Linked DNA regions of Rattus norvegicus: region 2 is linked to region 1. A link is a contact called in public Hi-C data. All regions are on one chromosome and are shown on one strand. Each heading gives the region's core, a stretch centred on a gene start, on an enhancer-like site or on the middle of the called end of the contact. The rest is flanking DNA. Distances are from core to core; before and after follow the strand shown. Region 1 overlaps Btd (biotinidase). Region 2 overlaps LOC134482452 (a long non-coding RNA gene).

Region 1 (4,159 bases), core at 846-3,345:
CATTCTATATCTCCAGCACTAGTTTATGAGCCTGTTTTTCTACCCTTGGGTCAACACAAGGTGGACCCCTCCCTGGAGCCTCGGCGGTTCTGACAGAGGTGACAAACATCTCACTCTGATTTCCGTCCAGTCGTCACTCTTGAGTCTAAGCAGGGGTCCCGGTGCTTCTTATATTTGTCCTGTGAGCCACCTGTGCAGATAGATCCTTTGTATGTTCTCGAAGCTTTTCCTCACTGACTTGTGACAGCTGCTTATATATTATAGACACAGTGCGGGGCTTTTTTTTTTATCGAAAATTTTTATCAAAAATGCTCCCCACAAAAGGCAGGATTTAAACTCATCTCTTGTATGCATTGCCCACCCCAGGTCCTCCAGCGCCTGAGTTGCATGGCCATCAAGGGAAAGATGTTCTTGGTGGCCAATCTTGGGACAAAACAGCCTTGCCTCGGCAGCGACCCTGGGTGCCCGCAGGACGGGAGATACCAGTTTAACACAAACGTCGCGTTCAGTGACAACGGAACCCTCGTCGGCCGCTACCGTAAGCACAACCTGTACTTTGAGGAAGCCTTCGATAGCCCTGCTGACGTGGACCTCACCACCTTTGATACGCCGTTCGCGGGCAAGTTCGGTATGTTCACTTGCTTTGATATCCTGTTCTTTGACCCCGCGGTCCGGCTCCTCAGAGACTTTGAGGTAAAGCACATTGCGTACCCTACGGCCTGGATGAACCAGCTGCCGCTCTTGGCAGCCATTGAAATCCAGAAAGCATTCGCCACCGCCTTCGGCGTCACCGTTCTGGCAGCTAACATCCACCACCCGACTCTGGGGATGACGGGCAGTGGCATACACACCCCTCTGAAGTCCTTTTGGTACCATAACATGGACGACCCCGAAGGTCACCTTATAATTGCCCGGGTAGCCACAAACCCACAGGGCCTCGTTGGGACAGAGAATACAACTAGTGAAATGGATCCGTCCCATAGGAAGTTCTTAAAAGTCTTGTCTGGGGATCCGTACTGTGAGAAGGATGCCCAGGAAGTGCGCTGCGACGAGGCTGCCAAGTGGAACCTGAACGCACCACCTACCTTCCACTCGGAGATGATGTATGACAATTTCACCCTGGTCCCCGTCTGGGGAAAGGAAGGCCACCTCCAGGTGTGCTCCAACAGTCTCTGTTGCCACTTACTTTTCGAGAGGCCCGCCCTGTCCAAAGAGCTATATGCCCTGGGTGTCTTTGACGGACTCCACACAGTGCACGGTACCTACTACGTTCAAGCCTGTGCCCTGGTCAAGTGCGGGGGCGCTGGCTTTGAAACCTGCGGGCAGGAGATCTCGGAGGCCGAGGGCTTGTTTGACTTTCATCTGTGGGGGAACTTCAGCACCTTGTATGTCTTCCCTTTATTTCTCACCTCGGGGATGACCCTAGACACCCCTGACCAGCTCGGGTGGGAGAGCGACCACTATTTCTTGAGGAAGAGGGGACTGTCCTCCGGCCTGGTGACGGCAGCTCTCTATGGGCGGTTGTATGAGAGGAATTAGGAAAACTGTGGTCAGCAGGTTGGGCTCTGCAGGCTGGCCTTGCCTTCCCACGGCCCACAGATCCCAAACACTGGGAAAACCGCCCCGCCCCTGTGGCACTGGATCCCACCCTGGGGAACTGTAAGAAGATGGGAGAGGCAGTTCCTCCTTCCTTTCTACATAATGACTGAGATATTTTCTGGTATTTTCTATTCACATTATTCTTTTTCAAGCCACACCCTCTTACCACTACTACACAATTGGTTTTAAAGACTAAGCCAAAAAAAAAAAAAAAAAATAAACATCAGCTGCCATTCTACAAACCCACGGGATACTAGATGGTTTTCCTTTGTCTTGTTTTGCATATTTCATTGCTAAGCTAGAGACGCCTTGTGGATGTTCCCCCAAGCCCTAACACATTCCGTGCTAAGAAATGCATTCTCAAAGCAAAGCCGCATAAAGGCTGCTGAGGTGATTGTCCCTATTCTGGCCAGCAGGAACTCTATCCAGAGGAGGTGGCAATGCCAGAGCCACTAGCAGTGTCAGAAATGTAGTCCTAGGAACAGCTTTTCAAAATAGAAGAGAGGCCTTTCTCACAGCTGCCTTGCTGTCAGTAGATGGGCGTGTGGGCGGGCCCGGGAATAGCTGGAAGAGTGCCTCGGTGGGGAAGGCAGGAGGGACTGGAAAACTTGAGTAAAAGAATGTTTCTGTCTGAGGCGGCTCATCTAGGGATTCCAGACTCTTTAATACATTGGCTGAGCTTTGCTCAACTGTGTGGGATACAGTGACACTGGTTTAGTTAAATGTGTAACAAATTGGTCTCCTCTGCCCAGAGTGGCCAGGTTCCCTATAAGCTAAGGGAGCTGCCTGGTCAGCCTGCCGAGGTCACACACTTTACTTAGCCCAGCAGCAGCCTTCTCCAAGGCCCCACCGGTGCACACAGCAGGGGCTGCCACAGTCACAGTTCCCCACTAGAAACTGACAGACAAGGTCAGAACAGTGAAGGCATTTATAGGCCACTGATGTCTAATTTGTGTCCAACGTTCAGAGCCATTTTAAAAAGGTATTACTTCTGGGTAGAGTAATTGTTTCCCTAATATTTTTATATTTTTTTTATAAAGCGTAGAAATGGATAGCCCTCTGATATTTGCCTTGTAATGTTGTTGCTGTTTAATGCTTCAAAAAATGTGTGTGTGTGCATGCGTGCGTGTGCGTGTGTGTGCGTGTGTGTGTGTGTGTGCGCGTGCGTGCGTGCATGCCTGTGTGTGTGTGTGTGCGTGTGTGTGTGTGTGCGCGTGCGTGCGTGCATGCCTGTGTGTGTGTGTGCGTGTGTGTGTGTGTGCGCGTGCGTGCGTGCATGCCTGTGTGTGTGTGTGTGTGTGTGTGTGTGTGTGTGTGTGTGTGTGTGTGTACTTGTACCATGGAGTGTATTAGTGAGAATGAGGTAGAGGCAGGCAGATGTCTATTCAGGACAGCCAGGGATACATAGTGAGTTCCAGTTCTAAAACAACAACAACAAAATTACCAAACTGAGATGAAAACTGAACTCTTCCCAACTCTGGCAGGGAAGGCCCTGTTCTGGTCCTTGGCAGGGCAACTAAGCGTGTACCCTGGATTCCAGTGGACTGCTCTTATGAATACGGCCTAGGCAATGGGTTTACACCTTCAGATGCTGTCTCACCCCTGGGGCAAGCACAGGCATCATGCCAAAGCACAAGACTTTGGTGGCGCCGGCCCGGGTTGACTCACTGCTTGCAGAGGTTTGGGATGAGTCAAGTCTTGAGGAAATGAACAGCTCAATCCCTTAGGAAGTCCTGGGAGTCCTTCGCCCTAGGAAGTCCCCCGGGAATGGTGCAGGACCTCTCCCACCAGATGACAGTCCCCGCCTGCCCTCCCAGTGCAGACTTTGCCAGCAGGCGGGAGCTGGCAGGCTAGATGTGGCTCCAGATGTGGCTGTCCCCAGTCCATGCTGCTTCCCTGCCCCCAAACCTGGAGAGAGAGAGAGAGAGAGAGAGAGAGAGAGAGAGAGAGAGAGAGAGAGAGAGAGACTCTTAAAAATGCATATCACGGGGTTGGGGATTTAGCTCAGTGGTAGAGCCACTGGGTTCGGTCCCCAGCTCTGAAAAAAAGAAAAAAAAATGCATATCACTACTTCATGCCAAGATGACACAAACCTGCATGAAAAGCAGGTATAGGAAGCAGCGTCCTGAGTGCAGAATGGCTACATCCAGTCCTCCCAGTAAGTGACATCTCATACCTGTCGGATCTTCATTTGTCCCTGCTGACTAGCGCCCAGACCACTAAGGACAATGCAGAAGGAATCACTCATGTAGACAGAAGGGCCACAGCTATGATGGGGGGTGAACAAGAGGACTCTTACGGTGAAGGGAAGTTGCCAGATGGCAGAACAAAGGGTGGGAGAATGCAGGAAACCAAGCACTTCAGGGGAAATACACCGATGACTAATGGCTGCACTATGCCTTCGTTAACTATGGTCCTGGAGTTCAGGAAGTAAATGGCAATTCTGACCACAGCACGGGGGCAGGAAGCCAAGTGTATTTTTGGTGGAAACAGACTTGGGGGAAGTGGCTTAGTGTGTGAGGGTTCTTCTGTAGGTACAGCCGTGCCCAGCTGTGGTTTT
Region 2 (4,127 bases), core at 74-2,573, 230 kb after region 1:
TGAGGTCATATGCACTGACCCCAAGTGACAGAACACTCCACAGAAACAAAACCATGCGAACGGCTCCCAGTGCAGGAAGAGACGTGGCACTTGTGCTGTCTTTCAGCTCATTTTCCCATGTCTTTACTGGGTAATAGTCTCTGTGACAAGAAGAAAATGTCTCCTCTACTTACCTGACGTCTCCTCTACTTACCTGACATGTGCACGGTGCCCACACACAGCACCCACATGGTGCACAGTCTATGCTCACTATGTGTTAATGAATAACAAAGTTCCCGTGACCTTCCACTCCTTCTTCCCCAAGGGCAGAGCAGGTCCTCAGGTGTGAACCCTGTGCCAGCATGTGGGAGAACGGAGAGAGGAGGAAGCTGCTTTCCTCCCAGAGGCTGGCAGTGGCAGGCAGGCTCAGGGATCCAGGATTGCCTAAATGAGGTCACACCTCTGCCAACCAGTGTACAGCTTCATATAGAGACTTCTGATTTTTTGACCTGACAGGAATCTGAGGCAGACTTGGTTGAACTCACCTGCAATCTTCCAAAAGCGTGACCGGGTGCTTAGCCGCAAAGAAGGAAGCTTCTGATTAAGAGTTCAAATGTCCCTGAAGCCAAGCCACATGTGTAAGAGAAGCTCTTGGCTGCCTCCTTCGGGAAGAGGATGGGAAGAGCTAGCCCAGGTTCTGTCCTAGGGTAGCTGGATCTGTAACCAAATGAACATCATCATAATTCCATTAAAAAAAAATCTAGCCACACCTTTATGACTAGCACCCAAGAGGAAGAGGCAGGGGGATCTCTATGAGCTCGAGGCTAGCTTGGTCTACATAGCAAGTCCCCAGACAACCAGAGAGCTATATAGTGAGGCCTGCCTCAAAAGAGTGCCCCACCCCCGAAAAAACTAAACACACACACACACACACACACACACACACACACACACACACCCCTACCTGCTGGTTTTAGGCAGGCTTGGACTATTTGAGGGGTCATTTCCCACCACGCACCTTACATGTGTTTTGTAAAGCCCTGAGATATTTAAAGTCTGAAGGCCCTGTACTGATATCTCAAGTTCTACCCATACGATTCAATGTAACACGTTTTTCTCTTTCTCTAAAGGCTTGAAGTTGCTTTGTTTCATTTATCTAATGCAATGTAACAAGTGACCGCAAAACTTTGTGGCTTAAAATAACAATGGGTTGTCTCTCACAGGGTGGATCTTCTGCGTTAAGCTCGGACAGTAAGGATCTGAAGTCTTCTGGGAGCTGAGCAGGGACTAGGCGGGGTTGGAATGGCTGGAATGCGGATGTTTTAGGACCTTGACTAGGAGTTGAATCAGGGCTGTCTGCTGTGGACCTTGGTTCTTCTCTGTGTGGTATCTGCATGCGGCTTCCTGTATCGCCTCAGAGCACGGTGGCTGGCTTCCAAGAAGGACTGTGCCAACAGTAAGCATTCCAGGATGAAGGAAGTAGAAGCTGCCAGGTCCATTAAGGGTCAGCTTGGGAGCTGGCCAAGTGTCACTTCCTCTGCATTTTATTAGTGAAAGCACTGACGAGCTGGCCTGCAGTCCACACAGGAGACAACTGCAGAGCGGCCACTGAGGAATGTGTCCATCTGGGTCATTCAAATAGTAGTTGAGGATGTCTAAAAATAGCTGTTCTTTTGTTATCTCAGATAAATGAAACATGAAATAAATAACCACATGGTCCAGCAATCCCTCTTCTGGGTAAAGGGATGGGAAGAAAGGCCTTGAGGAGGCGTCTGCGCACTGGTGTTTACAGCCATTCACCGCAGCCAAACGGTGGGCACAGGCTTCATTTCTAAAGATGGATGCGTGGCTAAGCAAAATCTGATGCTGTCTGTTCCTTTGGCCTACTGTGAGAAAATATCAGTGGCTGGGTGGCATCTACGCAAGAGAAGTCTGTTTCTTAGGGTGATGGAGACTGGGCAATCTGAGACTGTATAGGTAAAGACTAAGTCTCTAGGTACATTTAGTTTCTGGTGAGGGCTCTCTTTGACCTTTCTCGTTGAAGAACTTTTACATGGTGGAAAGTGTGAGCAATCTCTGTGCGGTATACTTCAATTCTACACCTGTCCCTTGTGTCTCCTAATATTACCATGTTGGATGCTAGGATTGCAGCATATAAATTTGTGGAGGAGACAACTGGTCAGACCATTGTAGACCTGTGTACACAGGGGCATATTGTTTATCCTTAAAACGAAATGAAATTCGGGCACAAATGTTAACGTGGATGAGACTTACGTTGGGCAAACATGAGCTAAGGGGAAAGAAAATAACATTGTGAGAATCTTCTGATGGGCAGTGCTTAGAGCAGCCAAATCCATAGAGAGGAGAACAGTGATTAAAGGCCAGAGGCGAAGGGAACGGAAGTGACCGCTTGGGGAGTTCTTTCGTTTGAGGATATAAATAAAAATATTGTGACTGATTCTGACTAATCTGCTGGACTGTACACCTAAAATACTTAAACGGTGAGTGAATTTATTATGCATTTCTTACTACAATAAAAACATTGCTCTGAACTATGTGTGAACATGAAACTTTGATGTCACCTTTTTTTCCAGTATATTATACCATGTCACTAGGTAACTGACTCCCTGGGCTATTAAAAGGCCGTGGACCCGGAGTGAGGGTACCATTTGGAAGCCTGTGATCTTGCAAACTCTCTGGCTCACTACATGCCCTGAATCAGACCCCGTAGTTCGACCAAAACCCCTGACACTAATGTACTTGCTCATGCATGAAAAACACTGAATTACTTAGGCATAGTGTTATGTTTTGTTTGTGGACACTCAACTATAAAATACATACTAATTGTATTTTCCATTTTTCATCTTGGGATCATTAAACATTATTTAAACCCTTAAATATTTCCATTGGACTTTGAGGTGTTCCTGGTCCTTGACACCGTGTCAGGAGTACCTGGGGAATGCCATTAGTAAATTCTGGACATAGTCGCATCCTCTCTGCTCCTAATGCCTGGTTTTCCCTCTGTGGCTGCATTTTTTTCCCACCAGCTCCCAGATTGCCACTGGAGCTCTTCCCTTTAAGGCTGCTGCTAAGGAAGATGGTCCACGAGCACCCCTTAAAGCAGACCTAATTTCTCCCTAGGACACCTTGACCCAGTTCACAGGGGAGGGAGGCCAGGTCAGTCTTGTTCTTCCAATCACTGAGTGATGGAGTTAACTGTTAAGCCCCCATTTCAAACCACAACAACTTCTCGGAGTTTATTATGCATGCTGGAAGTCGCACGTGTTATATAGTCTACGGTTCAGTAGATTTCTTTTCTTTTCTCTCTTCTATCTATCTATCTATCTATCTATCTATCTATCTATCTATCTATCTATCTATCTATGTTTTTTTTTAGGACAGGGCTTCTCTCTCCTTGGCTGTCCTGGAACTCACTTTGTAGACCAGGCTAGCTTCAAACTCAGACTCCCCTGGCCTCTGCCTTCCAAGGACTGGAATTTAAGGCATGCACCACCACTGCCCTGGTGTTTTCATAGGATTCCAGATTCAAGCCCTAGATTCGGTAACTGTGTGTATAAAAACTGCTCACTCCCAGGGAACCTTCCCAGCACCACCGAGACCAGACTGCCTGGTTTCTACTTTTCTGCTTTTGTAAATAAAATGATGCAAAACTATTTTTTTAATGGCTGTGGTTTTTCAAGTCAACTTTGAATTTATGAGATTCCTTATATGTAGCTGTATGTATTCTTGGCGCTGCATAAGGTGCCATTGTGTGAATTTGTTACAATTACATATTTATTCTATTGTGTGAGCTATTGGGCAGTTTCCAGTTTAGGGCTCTTACAGACAGACAGTGCAGGTGGATATATCCTAGTGTTTCTGAGGGGGAAGAAACTCCTGCTCCATTTCTGTGTTGTTCTGGGCGTGGGATGGCTGGGTAGGAGGCCTAGGGTTAACCAAGCCATTTTCCTTACGGTCATTCCTGTTCGAATGTAAAAGTGAATGCTCCCACCTCCTTTCTCTCTTAGGAGTTAGTACAAATTTCAAACAAGACGTTGCCCACACTTGGAAGATTTACAAATTTCCACCAAAACATTAGTGCCAACACTTCAAACACAAACACACTCCAAATCCTGGGGCGTGGCAGA

What was found. A called contact is a pair of places that touch in the nucleus more often than the background predicts.
Region 2: a Hi-C map of hepatocytes shows a contact between it and region 1, with 2.0 times the contacts expected there. The contact joins two enhancer-like sites. A contact is called at or near these places in 5 of 12 Hi-C or Micro-C datasets (the A7r5 cell line, frontal cortex, hepatocytes and 2 more) and 1 of 1 datasets of contacts at active chromatin or transcription factors (oligodendrocytes).

The regions. Positions count from the first base shown.
Region 1 is chr16:6,898,871-6,903,029 of GRCr8, forward strand. It overlaps Btd (biotinidase), which reads left to right. Exons shown (of 4, transcript NM_001012047.2): 4 at 367-1,841. The coding sequence ends at 1,539. Among named protein-coding and RNA genes, the nearest start is that of Btd, 29 kb to the left of the region's middle. Within about 2 kb of position 2,096, at least 59 of the 93 cell types and tissues checked have an H3K27ac peak or open chromatin away from gene starts, as enhancers often do. A contact at or near this core is called in the A7r5 cell line, where this site is marked.
Region 2 is chr16:7,133,783-7,137,909 of GRCr8, forward strand. LOC134482452 (a long non-coding RNA gene) reads right to left here. Exons shown (of 3, transcript XR_010058562.1): 1 at 1,201-4,127; 2 at 1-696. Among named protein-coding and RNA genes, the nearest start is that of Ankrd28, 79 kb to the left of the region's middle. Within about 2 kb of position 1,324, at least 58 of the 93 cell types and tissues checked have an H3K27ac peak or open chromatin away from gene starts, as enhancers often do. A contact at or near this core is called in the A7r5 cell line, where this site is marked.